3 separate regions of the Sus scrofa genome follow, and all the other regions are linked to region 1. The links are chromatin contacts, called in public Hi-C and promoter capture Hi-C maps. All regions are on one chromosome and are shown on one strand. Each heading gives the region's core, a stretch centred on a gene start, on an enhancer-like site or on the middle of the called end of the contact. The rest is flanking DNA. Distances are from core to core; before and after follow the strand shown.

Region 1 (3,899 bases), core at 464-2,963:
CCTCCCTCCCTGGAATCCTGAACTTTGTCTCCTTATGTGTAAGTGTCCCCTACATCCAGTTCTCACTTCTCTAGATCAGTGGTTCTCAACCCAGGGAAATACCCCTATGGGGACATCTGGGAATGTCTGACATGCTATTGTCACAACGAGGAGGTGCTAGGTATATTTGGGTAGAGACCAGGGAAGCTGCTAAACACCAGGGATGTGCAGAACAGTCCCCACAACAAAGAATTATCTGGGTCAGAAGGTCAGTCGTGCTGAGATTGAGAAATGCTGCTCTAGATTATGAGCTCCCTCCGGGTGGGGCCATGTCTGACTTAGTTGTCTCCCTAGCTGCTTACGGCCCAGAGCCACAGTGGGGGTTCAATAGATGGTTGCTGAATGAACAAATGAATAAAGGGCTATCATTTCACCATAAGTGTGAAACTGAATGGAGCCTGCTCCCACACACCAGCCTGCTGGGGCTCAAAGTTCTTTAAGGCTAATCTGCTATCCCCTGCTTTTCTCCTCTCACTCCCTTCCACACCCAAGGGGCCTCCTGAAGCCTGCAGAGTGGAGAAAACAAGCTACTGCAGCACTTACCAGGATCCGCTGACTCCTCTTCCTGGGGTTTGTGGAATCATTGCTCTTGTACAAGGTGAAGCGCATGTTGCCTGGATTCTGCAGCTTCCCATTGGAGAACTGGACTGTAAGATTGTAGCCCAGGAATGACATGAGAGCAGAAGGACCAAGAGAGTATGATGCAGAGGAAACAGACAGTCAATGAGAGGGAGTGACTGAAGGAATGGGGATGGCAAAGAGGCCCAGGTCCTGGCCCAAAGGAGGTTTTTTTTTGTTTTTTGTTTGTTTTTTGTCTTTTCTGGGGCCAAATTCGCGGCATATGGAGGTTTCCAGGCTAGGGGTCTAATCAGAGCAGTAGCCACCGGCCTACGCCAGAACCACAGCAATGCGGGATCCGACCACCACCACAGCTCACGTCAACGCCGGATCCTTAACCCAATGAGCAAGGCCAGGAATCAAACCCGCAACCTCATGGTTCCTAGTCGGATTCGTTAACCACTGAGCCATGATGGGAACTCCCCAAAGGAGGGCTTAAGGAGATCCGGATCCAGGTGGGAAGAGGATGGGGAGGGGATGGGAAGGTAAGGGGAGGCCTGAGGAGAGAGGGGCTTCGACGGGAGGGAATAACTAGGGGAAATGGGACTAACTGACGAGGCCTGGACCAGACCTAAAAAGATAAAGAAAAATTCTGCCCAATGGAGGAAAGTAAATGGAGCAGGTTTGAGACTTGATGGGTGAGGAGATGACCGGGTCTAGAGTACTGGGAAGGGGTAACTGGTAAGGCCTCATTCAGCGGGAAGGTGGTGACAGAAACGCGGTGAGATGACAGAGGAACCCTGGCCGAGCCCTAAGTAGCAGTAGAGCCTGGAAGGGATCTGGCCCAGCTGAGAAGGGGGACGGACCAGTAAGGGAAGACGAGGGCTGTAGATACCGAGACAGAAAGGGAGGAAGTTACAGGGAGCTCTGCTCCGGCTCCGCAGTCCTTACCCAGTAAAGCTCTCTGGCTCTCTTCGGGGTCTCCACAGTACAGCCACCTTGCACTCGGCAACACCTCCGCCGCCATCTCGCCCTTCTACCGCCAAGCACAGGAGTTAAGACAACTGCGTCCGCTAGGTACACGCGGGTGGAAAAAAAAAAAAAAAAAAGGCAGGGCGGAAGAGGCGTGGCCTCTCCGGGCACCGCCCTGCGCACGCAGAGATGCGTGGCTCCGCCCCCATCAGGCCCGGCCCCTAAGCGCTGTCTCGCTGAGCTCTGAGGCGGGCCATCCCCTCTCACTCTTCGCCCGCCCCTCCGCGTGGAGAGGCGGGGTCTCTGCGCTCCCTATGCCCCGCTCCTTCCTCCGCAGCAAGGCGCAACACGTGATTGGCCCAGCACTCGGCCTGCTCTTTACAGGTCGTGTGCCGCTAGGGAGCACACTACCTTCAGGTCTTGCTTTAGCGCATAGACGGGTTTCTTCGCGGCTGAGTCTAGGTAGGGTATGGTCTATCTCTACCACCGAGGCAAATAAGTCTTACTGACGCCTGAAAGTCCAAGTTCAAATTTAGAATTTTTCGATAGGCAATCCTTGCACGCTAACTAAATGTGGCGACTGGCGGAGACCGGCCGCTTTCCAGGACCTCCATCCACACACCTGGATATCAATCCTTAAGCCCAAACGTGATCCACAATCCTGTAAACAGTAACATGACCTCATCTTCTCGGACCTTGGCACAGTACCACCTGTGGTTCAATCAACTCTGAGAGTATGGACCAGTGGGAGAGGCCCAGCAGACTCAAAGCTTCTGGGGTGGACAAGAAGGGGGAACCAGAAGGCATGGTCCTTTGTCCCCGCGGATTCAACCCTCCCTACCGCATGGGGAGTTATTAGGCAAAAAGGAGGATTAAAGCAGATCTTTCAGCATGGGCCCAGGCTAGGACCCGTTTTTCTCAGTCAAAGGAGGGTACTGTTGAAGGGAAAGAACCAGGTTGACTCATCTGTGTTTTCCAAATTGCCTTCTTTTGAGACTTCCCCTCCCCCTGCACGTACTTCCAAGATGATCTAAAAAACATTAACACCTGGGAGTTCCCTTCGTGGCGCAGTGGTTAACGAATCCGACTAGGAACCATGAGGTTGCGGGTTCCGTCCCTGCCCTTGCTCAGTGGGTTAAGGATCCGGCGTTGCCGTGAGCTGTGATGTAGGTTGCAGACGCGGCTCGGATCCCGCGTTGCTGTGGCTCTGGCGTAGGCCGGTGGCTACAACTCCGATTAGACCCCTAGCCTGGGAACCTTCATATGCCACTGGAGCGGCCCAAGAAACGGCAAAAAGACAAAAAAAAAAAAAAAAAAAAGATAACACCTGAGCTCTCCTTTTTCTGAGCAAGTCTTTTCTAATTACCAAATCTCAACTTACAGAAAAATTGCAAGTACAGTGCAAAGAAATTTTCTGGCCCTGAACTTTTTAGAGTAAGTTATCAACCTGATGCCCCATCACACCTGAAGACCATGTATAGTATTTCCTACAGACAAAAACGATCCCTAAATGGCTACACTACAGCCATAAAAATCAGGAAATTAACATTGCTACATTACTACCATATACTCATCATTTCCCACTTCAGTTCATCAGCTCTTCTGGTAATGTCTTTATAACAGAAGATCTTGTCCAGAATCACATATTGCATTTAGCTGGCATAGCTCTGTAGTCTCCTTCCACCAAAAACAGTTTCTTACTCTGACTTTGAATTTTAAAGTTCACAGGCCAGTTATTTTGAATGTCCTTCAATCTGTTTGTCTAATGTTTCTCTAATGTTTCCAAGTGATTAGCTTCAGGTTATGCATCTTTGGCAGAAATTTTACAAATATGATACTGTTCTTCTCATTGTGTTATGTCAGGTGATGTACAATTCGATTTGTCCCATCACAGGTTACAGTAACTTTGATCACTTAACTAATGTGGAATCAGCCATGTTTCTCCACAGTAAAGTTATTCTTTTCCCTTTGTAATTAATAAGTATATTGTGGGCAATTTTTTTTTACTATAGACTAAGTAAATATCCTGTTCACCTTTCAATTATTCATTTATTTACTTACAAATATCAGTATGGATTTGTGGATTCTTATTTTATTCAGTAGATTGGAATCTGCTACTGTCATTTAGTTTCATGGCCAAATTTTCCCAGATTGGGCCAGTGGGAACCCCATAAGCTGGTTAGTGTCCTTTTAACATGTTCACATTATTTTTTTTGAACATGTCCTTGCTCTCTGGCCACGGTTTCAATTCATCTTGTACTTTCCCTGCCCCAGCCCAAAATCACTCATTTCTCCAAGGAGTTCTGGTTTCTTCTGGTCAGAAATGATAC
Region 2 (3,899 bases), core at 804-3,303, 370 kb before region 1:
GGGCAGGGATGGGTCGCGAGACAGGGATGGCAGTGTTGTAAAACTCCGTTGGGATGATGGTTGTACAACTATATAATAAAATTCATTGAGTTAAAAACAAAAAGAAAAAAAGGATTTGCAGCAGTGAAATGGAATAGGATATAACTGCCCAGTGATTTCAGATTCTGTTACTTTGCTCCTTTATTAGCATATTTTATGTCTTTCTTCAGGCACAATTTTCTACTTTGTTAACCTATCATCTTTCAGCTTCTCTAACATGACATGCTGCCCCTCCAACCACAGGTGCTTTGACATACCAGTTCCTCTATCTGAAATATTTCTATCCCCTCCTCAACACTATCTTGACTCATCTACTCATTTTTTTAATCTTGGTTGAGTGTCACTTTCTTAAGGAAACCCTGAACACCCTGGTCCACAACAGGTTCTTTCAAGCTTTCACCTCAATTAAAAAATATATATATTATAAAATTTCTTAGTATGTTTATTAATATCTAGTTGAATCAATAGGTCCCAAGTCCAAGGAAAGCGGTGCCTTTACTGGTTTGTTCACCAATGCCACCTCTGCCTGTGGAACACAGTGAGTGCTCAATAAATACTTGCTGCATGAGGGAACGAATGAATGAACAAAGAAGGAAATGATTAGGAATCCAGAAGACTTGATCAGGTAAAGGTTGTATTATCTATGTTCTCTCATGGTGGAAATGTGTGAATTTTTTTCCCCTTTGTTTGCTGTTGAACTTGTCCACGTACTCACAAAACGATTTAAAAAATATTTATCACTTTGAAAATTCCCTATAGCTCAAAGTAAACCAAGGCCAAACACGGAATATCTAATTAGCCAGGAAAAAGGCTGTATACCCTTAACAGAAGCATGCGGTCTAGCCTCAGAACTTCACAGATGCCCCACAAAACACCTCTCTGCAGCGTCTTAGTATCTTACTGGAGCAAAGGAACGAAGAAAACCGGACTTGTCTCCCCAGGGCAAGTCAGGCACAGGGTACAGGGAGTCTGCAGACTCCCTTAGCCTTGATCAAGCTTATTTAGATAGGAAAGAAACAAGCCTAGGTAGGGTGACAGGGAAAGAATGGGCATTTATCCAAAGTGTGTTTACCAAGCATCTATGGTACACCAGAAAACCCTAGTTCTGGACTGGCTCTGACAGATGTGATGAGGGGCTTTAGGCACCACTCCTTCACAGAGCTCTGGTCCTGAAGGTGAGCAAACAGCACGGGCTCACCTACCTCCAGGGGCTGGATGAGGCCTTCAAAAGCGATACAGCGCTTCACAAAGAGCCAGAGGCACGAAGGCCGGCTGCCCTAAACGGACTCCCAAACCCCAGCTCGGGTCGAGCCAGCGGGACCCGGGCAGCGGCCCACCTGCAGCCGCGCCAGGCGAGGCGGGCCTCCACCCTCCGAGGGGCTGCGCTTACCCGTCGGGAGAGTACTCGAGATTGAAGACCGCCCCGTGGGTGCGGGTGCTGAGGTATACCGAGTCCGCGGGATGGATGGAACCATAGAGGTTAGTCATGGTGCGGAAATTGTCCCGCGCCGGGTCCACGAACAGCCCGCGGCCCAGGCTGCGCTCTCTCAGCCACCCGAACAGCCGGGCGCCAGGAACCCCCAGGACGGCGCCGAGGCTGTACCGGCGTCCAGCCCGGCAGTCTGGCCCGGGTCGCCGGCGGGGCGGGGAGGGCGGTGACGGCTCTCCCGGGGCGGAAGCGGCTGAGGACTCTAGAGCTCCGGGCTGCCGGAGCTCCCCAGCGCGCCCGGCTGGGAGCAGCGAGGGGGCGCACGGGCGGGGAGGGCTCCCGCAGGGCGATGGGGGAGGGGCGGCGTCAGCCCCCGGCTGAGGGGGCGCGGGAGGGGAAGGGAGCGGGCCGGCGGCTGCCCCCTGCCTCCCGTGCGGTGCCGGCTCCTCAGCCCTGGCCCCGGCCGCCTCGTCCCCTCCGGGGCTACCCGGCCCGAAGGGAAACATGACCAGCGCCCCCCGCCCCGGGCCACTGCCCTGCCGGCCGACACCTCAGCGCTCCCGCTCCTGCCGCCACTTCCGGCGTGCAGCTGCCTAACTCTGCCGGCTGGGAAACGCGCACCGCCCCTCGGCGGTCATCCGCCGGGGACCAAGAAAGTGGGAACACCTGGCCACTGCGGGTGCAGCCGACCTGCCATTGGAGATCGGGAATGACTATCTGTTGTGTGCGCGCAGCTGAGGATGCCCAGGGCCTGGGCTGCATGGGGGTAGCGTTAAGATCTGGGCACAGCGTGCGACACTGTGAGTATGCTGTTGTCAATGACAGGTTGTCAAACTAGTCAGTCTAAGAGGCCGGGTATGCTTATGTACTGTTTATTAAACATCCCTGCTTTACACTGAGACCAGCGAAGGGAAAAGAGGACCATATTATGTGCTAATCACACACTCTAGGTGCCATGGTGTACTACCTACTGAGCCTGGGACTCTAGGGACTCAGGTTAACGTCTACATTAAAAAGCTCTGGTTTGTGGCATTCCCTGGTGGTTCAGTGGGTCAGGGATCCGGTGTTGTCACTGTTGTGGCTTGTTCAGTCCTTGACCTGGGAACTTCCACATGCCACGAGTATTATCCAAAAAACAAAACAAAACAAAAAACCGTGGTCTGTACAGTGCCGGAAAAACGGGGCCTACTAGTGCTCTGGAGATCTGCCCAACTCCCAGGTACTTGATCTAATAGGTTAAGACTTCTGTACTCCTGAGACTAGTACAACATTTTAAGTCAACTATACTCCAATAAAATTAAATTTTAAAAAATAATAGGTGTTCCAGTTGTGGCTTAGCAGGTTAAGAACCTGACATAGTGTCTGTGAGGATGGGGTTCAATCCCTAGCCTCACTCAATGGGTTAAGGATTTGGAGTTGCTGCAAGCTGCAGCGTAGGCCACAGGCGAGGCTCCGATCTGGGGTGTTGCCCTGGTTATGGCACAGGCTGCCAGCTGCAGCTCTGATTCAGTCCCTAGCCTAGGAAGTTCCATAAGCCACAGGTGCACCCTTAAAAAGAAAAAGGAAATAAATAAATAATAGAACCTGAGGGGGAAAAAAAAAGATTTTATCAAGGTCAAAGCCTTACTCTCTGCAGGAAGGAACACCTGTCCATCCAGGAATCACTGAGGGAAGCTGGAGACCTGAATCAACTTAACCCCACAAGCAGTGGAGCCTAGGATAAATCCTGTTTATATCTGCCAAGCAAGGCATGAAGGGCATAACAGATGCAAGGCTATTCATCACTTATGTTGAAGATAAATACATAGAAGTCGTTTTCAGAAAAAGATTGACTGGAACTGGGGTGTTTGTTGGGGAGGGAAGGAGGATCTTCAGTAAAGGGAAGCTTGAGGTACAAAAAGAGGAAGGTAGAAGAACTGACAACCCTTCTAGGCATTGATCAAGAACTGAGTTATAGAAAGCTCCCATTTGATGACTGTTTAGGATAGTCCGAAGGATCTCTGGAGGAAAGGAATGAGATTCAAAGAGGGCTAATCATTTAGCAAGTCCTCCAACCAGTAACGTTAGTAGTTACTCAGCTCTCCTTTCCATGAGCTGACTGAAAAATGAGAAAGAAGCAAGCATCCTGTGTTCAGAGATCAAGGCAGCTACTCCTTTGAAGATATTCCCCATGTAAGGGATAGGTGTCTGTTTTATAATTAACAAATAATGTCCCTTAGCGGCCTATAACTTCTAACTGCAACAATTACTTAATAAACGCCCTCTGCTTGATTCCCAAGTTATGGTCAATGGCTAAAATTTTTTTTGTCTACAAAACCTTGACCATGATTTATTCACCAATGTTACCAACTTTCTCAGTAAGTTAAATAAAATTCATTTTTTCCTCCTCTTTTTTCTTTTCTAGGCCCCCCACCCCCTCCTCTCAAAACTC
Region 3 (3,899 bases), core at 911-3,410, 340 kb before region 1:
CTCACCCACTGCATATGGAGGTTTCCAGGCTAGGGGTCTAATTGGAGCTGTAGCTGCTGGCCTATGCCACAGCCACAGCAATGCCAGATCCACGCCAAGCCTTCGAAGTACACCACAGCTCACGGCAACACCAGATCCTTAACCCACTGAGCAAGGCCAGGGATCAAACCCGCAACCTCATGGTTCCTAGTCAGATTTGTTAACCACTGAGCATGACGGGAACTCCCTAAAAAATTTTAAAGGTTCATTCAAATACTACTTCTTTTGGGACACCTATCCTGACTCTTATCTTCTTCCCACATAGAGGTAATCATTTCACCCATTGTACTCTCTGGGCTTTTACCCTAATCATATTGTTACAGACACCATAGCACTTGGTATTCTCCTGTGGCCACACTGAACTCCCCCAGGGCAAGGACCATGATTCAGCCAACTTCCTGGTTCAGAGCAAATGCTCAACTAGTCTTGTAGACTGAAAGCTACAAAAAGGCTCAACTTTACCAATCAACAAAGCAAAGCAGCCATGAGATACCACTTTAACAACTTCTCAAATAGCAAAGATTTCTAAAGAGGAAGTTTTGGGTAAGAGTCCAGAAGGCCAAGGTTTGGTTCAACCTTTCCAAAGGGCGATTTGGTAATTTTCCCAAGGGAAATACTGAGAAATGCAGAGGTAAATCACAGAGGCAGTCAAGTGCAGCACCACCTCTACTGCACTGGCTCCAGGTCAACAAGGCCCCCAGGCAAGAAGCAGGCCTAATCCACTCGGTAGGATCTGCCAGAAAGGCTCAGGAAGGAGGCCAAAAACAAGGTACGGCCTAGGAGCTAGAAGGTCCGTGGCCGATTGCACGGGCCCTGGTCTCCTATGCATTCCCCAGTCACTGAAGCCACTTTCACAGCCAGAAAACATTGAGCACGCCTTTCGGAAACAAGAACTTCGCAATCGCGGCCCAACGCCTCACTTAGTGCCGCCGTCAGGGTTCGCGGCTCCTAGCCGGACTCCGCACACTTGCTAATGGCCTCGGCTTCCCACGCAACCGCATGCAGGGCCTGCCCGCTGCTCCCATTTCGCGCTTACTCACCAGTGGCCACACGGCTCCGCGGCGGCGAAGCACCTACGTGGTGACACGCAGTGCCCAGGCCAGGCTGCCTTCCCGCCTCCCGGGTGCCTTCCAGCGTCCCACCCTCTGGGCACGCCCTTTTGGGAGGGTCGCGCAGAGCACCGCCCACGAGGTACTTTCGACCCGCCCCTCCCGGCCTCAGCTTCCTGTCTCAGGTAACCACTCTTTTCCAGGCCTCTGGTCTGTGGACTTAGGGATGTGCGTGCCCACGTGCCACCCCCACAGAAGTGCCCTTGTTAGGACTCCTCAGCCGTATCTGGGCTGAGTTCCTGACAGAGACTCCTCTACTGATGCCTGAGAGGCCATCCAGGGATCGTTTCCTGACCTCTCAGGCTGTAACCCAATGTCACTGAGCACAATTCAGGCATGGTCTTGGCCCAGTCGTGATTGAGTTAGTCTTGGTCACCTAATACCTACTGGATTCAGGTCTTCAGGAACTGGGTTGGAGTAGGGAGGAGAGAAAAATAATCTACACCATCCTTTCTGCAAAGGTAACCAACCAGATTGTTTTTACAGCAACTGACTACAAAACAAACAACAAAAATTACATTTCAGTTGACCTCTGGTATCTTATTTAGGTGTCTCACCAGTATCTTACAGAGTATGGAGAGTATATTAGAGGTAATCTCTTTTAAATATGATCAGAGCCACACCCTCCCAAATCCCCAGGAGCTCTGACTCCTACGATTATTTGGCTAAGGCTAATTGGAGGTGCCAGTTGACAGAGGAAACGGTGATTTAAAATTTTTTTTCTTTTTTTGGCCGCACTCGAGGCATGTGCAAGTTACTGGACCAGGGATGGAATCTGTGTCACAGCAAGGCCCCGAGTGAGAACTCTGGAAAATGATTTCAAGTGAGAGTCCTGAAAATCAGAAGAACAGAGCTGATGTGCTATTGATTTGGAATTCAACTGCTTTTCACATAGGCAACTAAAGCTAGCTCCAGGGAAAGCAGTAGCAAGGATTTAACTGCCATTAGCGATTTTTCTAAGCCAGCTAGGGGTAGCGCAATTATGTGGAAATATGCATGCAATATGTATCTATTCGAAGGGAGGAAAAAAGCCTAGGTAGAAATGCACATCAAAATGTTAACATTCATTCTTCCTTTTATTCACCGGGTATTACCTACTTCGTGCCAGGACCTGCGCTACAAACAATGGGAACTAGCTGACAATCTAGCAAGGGAGACAAACGGGCGGCAAGACTAACACGTTTTATGTTCTTATTCTTCTCTATGTTTTCCATTATGTGAATAGATATATTCTCAAGCAAAACCCAAAAAGATTTCATACTGAAAAAGAAAACACTTTTCCTCGTAAAGGTCCTTTTGAGGGCAGAGTCAGAAAGGAGAGCCAACTCAAGAAGGACCTCTGCTCAGTTCCTAAGGCTCCCCGGGAACCAAAGGTGGCGCCGTCTCGTATCGCACCGTCCGATCCGAGACACCGGAAGTGGAGGCTCCGCGACAGACTCAAGCTGCGCGTTTCTCCTGCTGACCACCGCAGGATTAGCGGCCGGCTAGAGACAATCATAGCTACCTTGGGGCAACCTCTGAGAGCACAGAACTGTCAGGCATCACTGCAGTAGTTTCAAGTCCCACAGGCCTGTGCTGCCGGAAACGGAAAGCTTTGGGTGGCCTGGCGATTGGACGCGGACCCGGAAGCCGGAAACTGTTTAGTTACACTCGCTATGGCTGAGCCAGCCGCTCATGCTGCGGAGTCCTTTGCTGGTTGCAGGGCGCGGGCAGCCCGTACAGTGCTGGATCAGGTGGTGCTCCCGGGTGAGGAGCTGCTGCTGCCTGAGCAGGAGGACGGAGAAGGCCCAGGAGGTGCAGGGGAGCGACCGCTGCGCCTGAACGCCGGAGCGCGCCCGCGGGTGCGCGTGGTGTGTGGCCCGGGCTTGCGGCGTTGTGGCGACCGGCTGCTGGTCACCAAGTGCGGCCGCCTCCGTCACAAGGAGGCCGGCGGCGGCGGCGGCAGTGGCGTCTATTGGGTGGACTCGCAGCAGAAGCGGGTGAGCCGGGTCTCCGAAGGGGTGGGACGGCCGGGAGAGGGCTGGGAAGACTCCTCGAGAGAAATACAGAAGGGACCCTGGAGCCCTCTTTTAAGGCTAGCCTACAGCTACCGTAGTCTTGTGCTTACCCTCCGCAACTCCTTTAGGGGGACTGTGAACAACTGTAAAGTGACCCGAGATGGGCGACCAGGAAAGGATTTTGGAGATCTTGTCACATAAGGGGATAAGGGCTGTGAGACACGTCATTATCTTCAAAACTCCAAAAGTCAAGGAGCCGCAGACTTGTCTTTGAGGGTCCCAAAGAACCAGGCTCAATGAGTAGATGTCACAGGGACTTATGCAAACAAACCACTGAACTCATGCAAACAAAAACTAGGGAGTTCCTGAGGATACAGGAACAGAAGGATACAGAAGAGTTGTGGAATACTGACTTAAGTGAACACATTATACTGTTTAGAAGCTGCAATCTTTAGAGCTTATCATGTGATTGCTTTTCTTCTACTGAAGGTGGCATGTGATCAAGTTTGTTTTAAGATTTGTATTGATTGGTAAACTTGGATTTCCAAATATTTTCTAAGTATTTCTAATGATAATAAAGTAACCACTAAGGACTTGCTGAAGATGTCTTCAAAATGACTGTCATTTATGGTCATTCATTCTCTCGTTGTGTTTTCTTTTGTAGTATGTTCCAGTCAAAGGAGACCATGTGATTGGCATAGTTACCGCTAAATCTGGAGATATATTCAAAGTTGATGTTGGAGGGAGTGAGCCA

What was found. Promoter capture Hi-C pulls out the DNA fragments that hold promoters and counts their contacts. A called contact is a pair of places that touch in the nucleus more often than the background predicts.
Region 2: a contact with region 1 is called in a promoter capture Hi-C map of liver, with 2.7 times the contacts expected there. The contact joins the promoter of DCAF10 here to the promoter of POLR1E in region 1. A contact is called at or near these places in 2 of 5 promoter capture datasets (fetal liver and liver) and 1 of 2 datasets of contacts at active chromatin or transcription factors (alveolar macrophages).
Region 3: a Hi-C map of embryonic fibroblasts shows a contact between it and region 1, with 1.7 times the contacts expected there. The contact joins the promoter of EXOSC3 here to the promoter of POLR1E in region 1. A contact is called at or near these places in 1 of 5 promoter capture datasets (liver), 1 of 47 Hi-C or Micro-C datasets (embryonic fibroblasts) and 1 of 2 datasets of contacts at active chromatin or transcription factors (alveolar macrophages).

What each region holds. Positions count from the first base shown.
Region 1 is chr1:238,195,473-238,199,371 of Sscrofa11.1, reverse strand. POLR1E (DNA-directed RNA polymerase I subunit RPA49) reads right to left here and starts at 1,713. Exons shown (of 12, transcript XM_021066147.1): 1 at 1,549-1,713; 2 at 583-686. The coding sequence starts at 1,624.
Region 2 is chr1:238,565,767-238,569,665 of Sscrofa11.1, reverse strand. DCAF10 (DDB1- and CUL4-associated factor 10) reads right to left here and starts at 2,053. Exons shown (of 8, transcript XR_002336817.1): 1 at 1,430-2,053. LOC102166243 (a long non-coding RNA gene) reads left to right here and starts at 2,116. Exons shown (of 3, transcript XR_001306523.2): 1 at 2,116-2,268.
Region 3 is chr1:238,540,017-238,543,915 of Sscrofa11.1, reverse strand. EXOSC3 (exosome complex component RRP40) reads left to right here and starts at 2,160. Exons shown (of 4, transcript XM_001929006.4): 1 at 2,160-3,127; 2 at 3,810-3,899. The coding sequence starts at 2,804.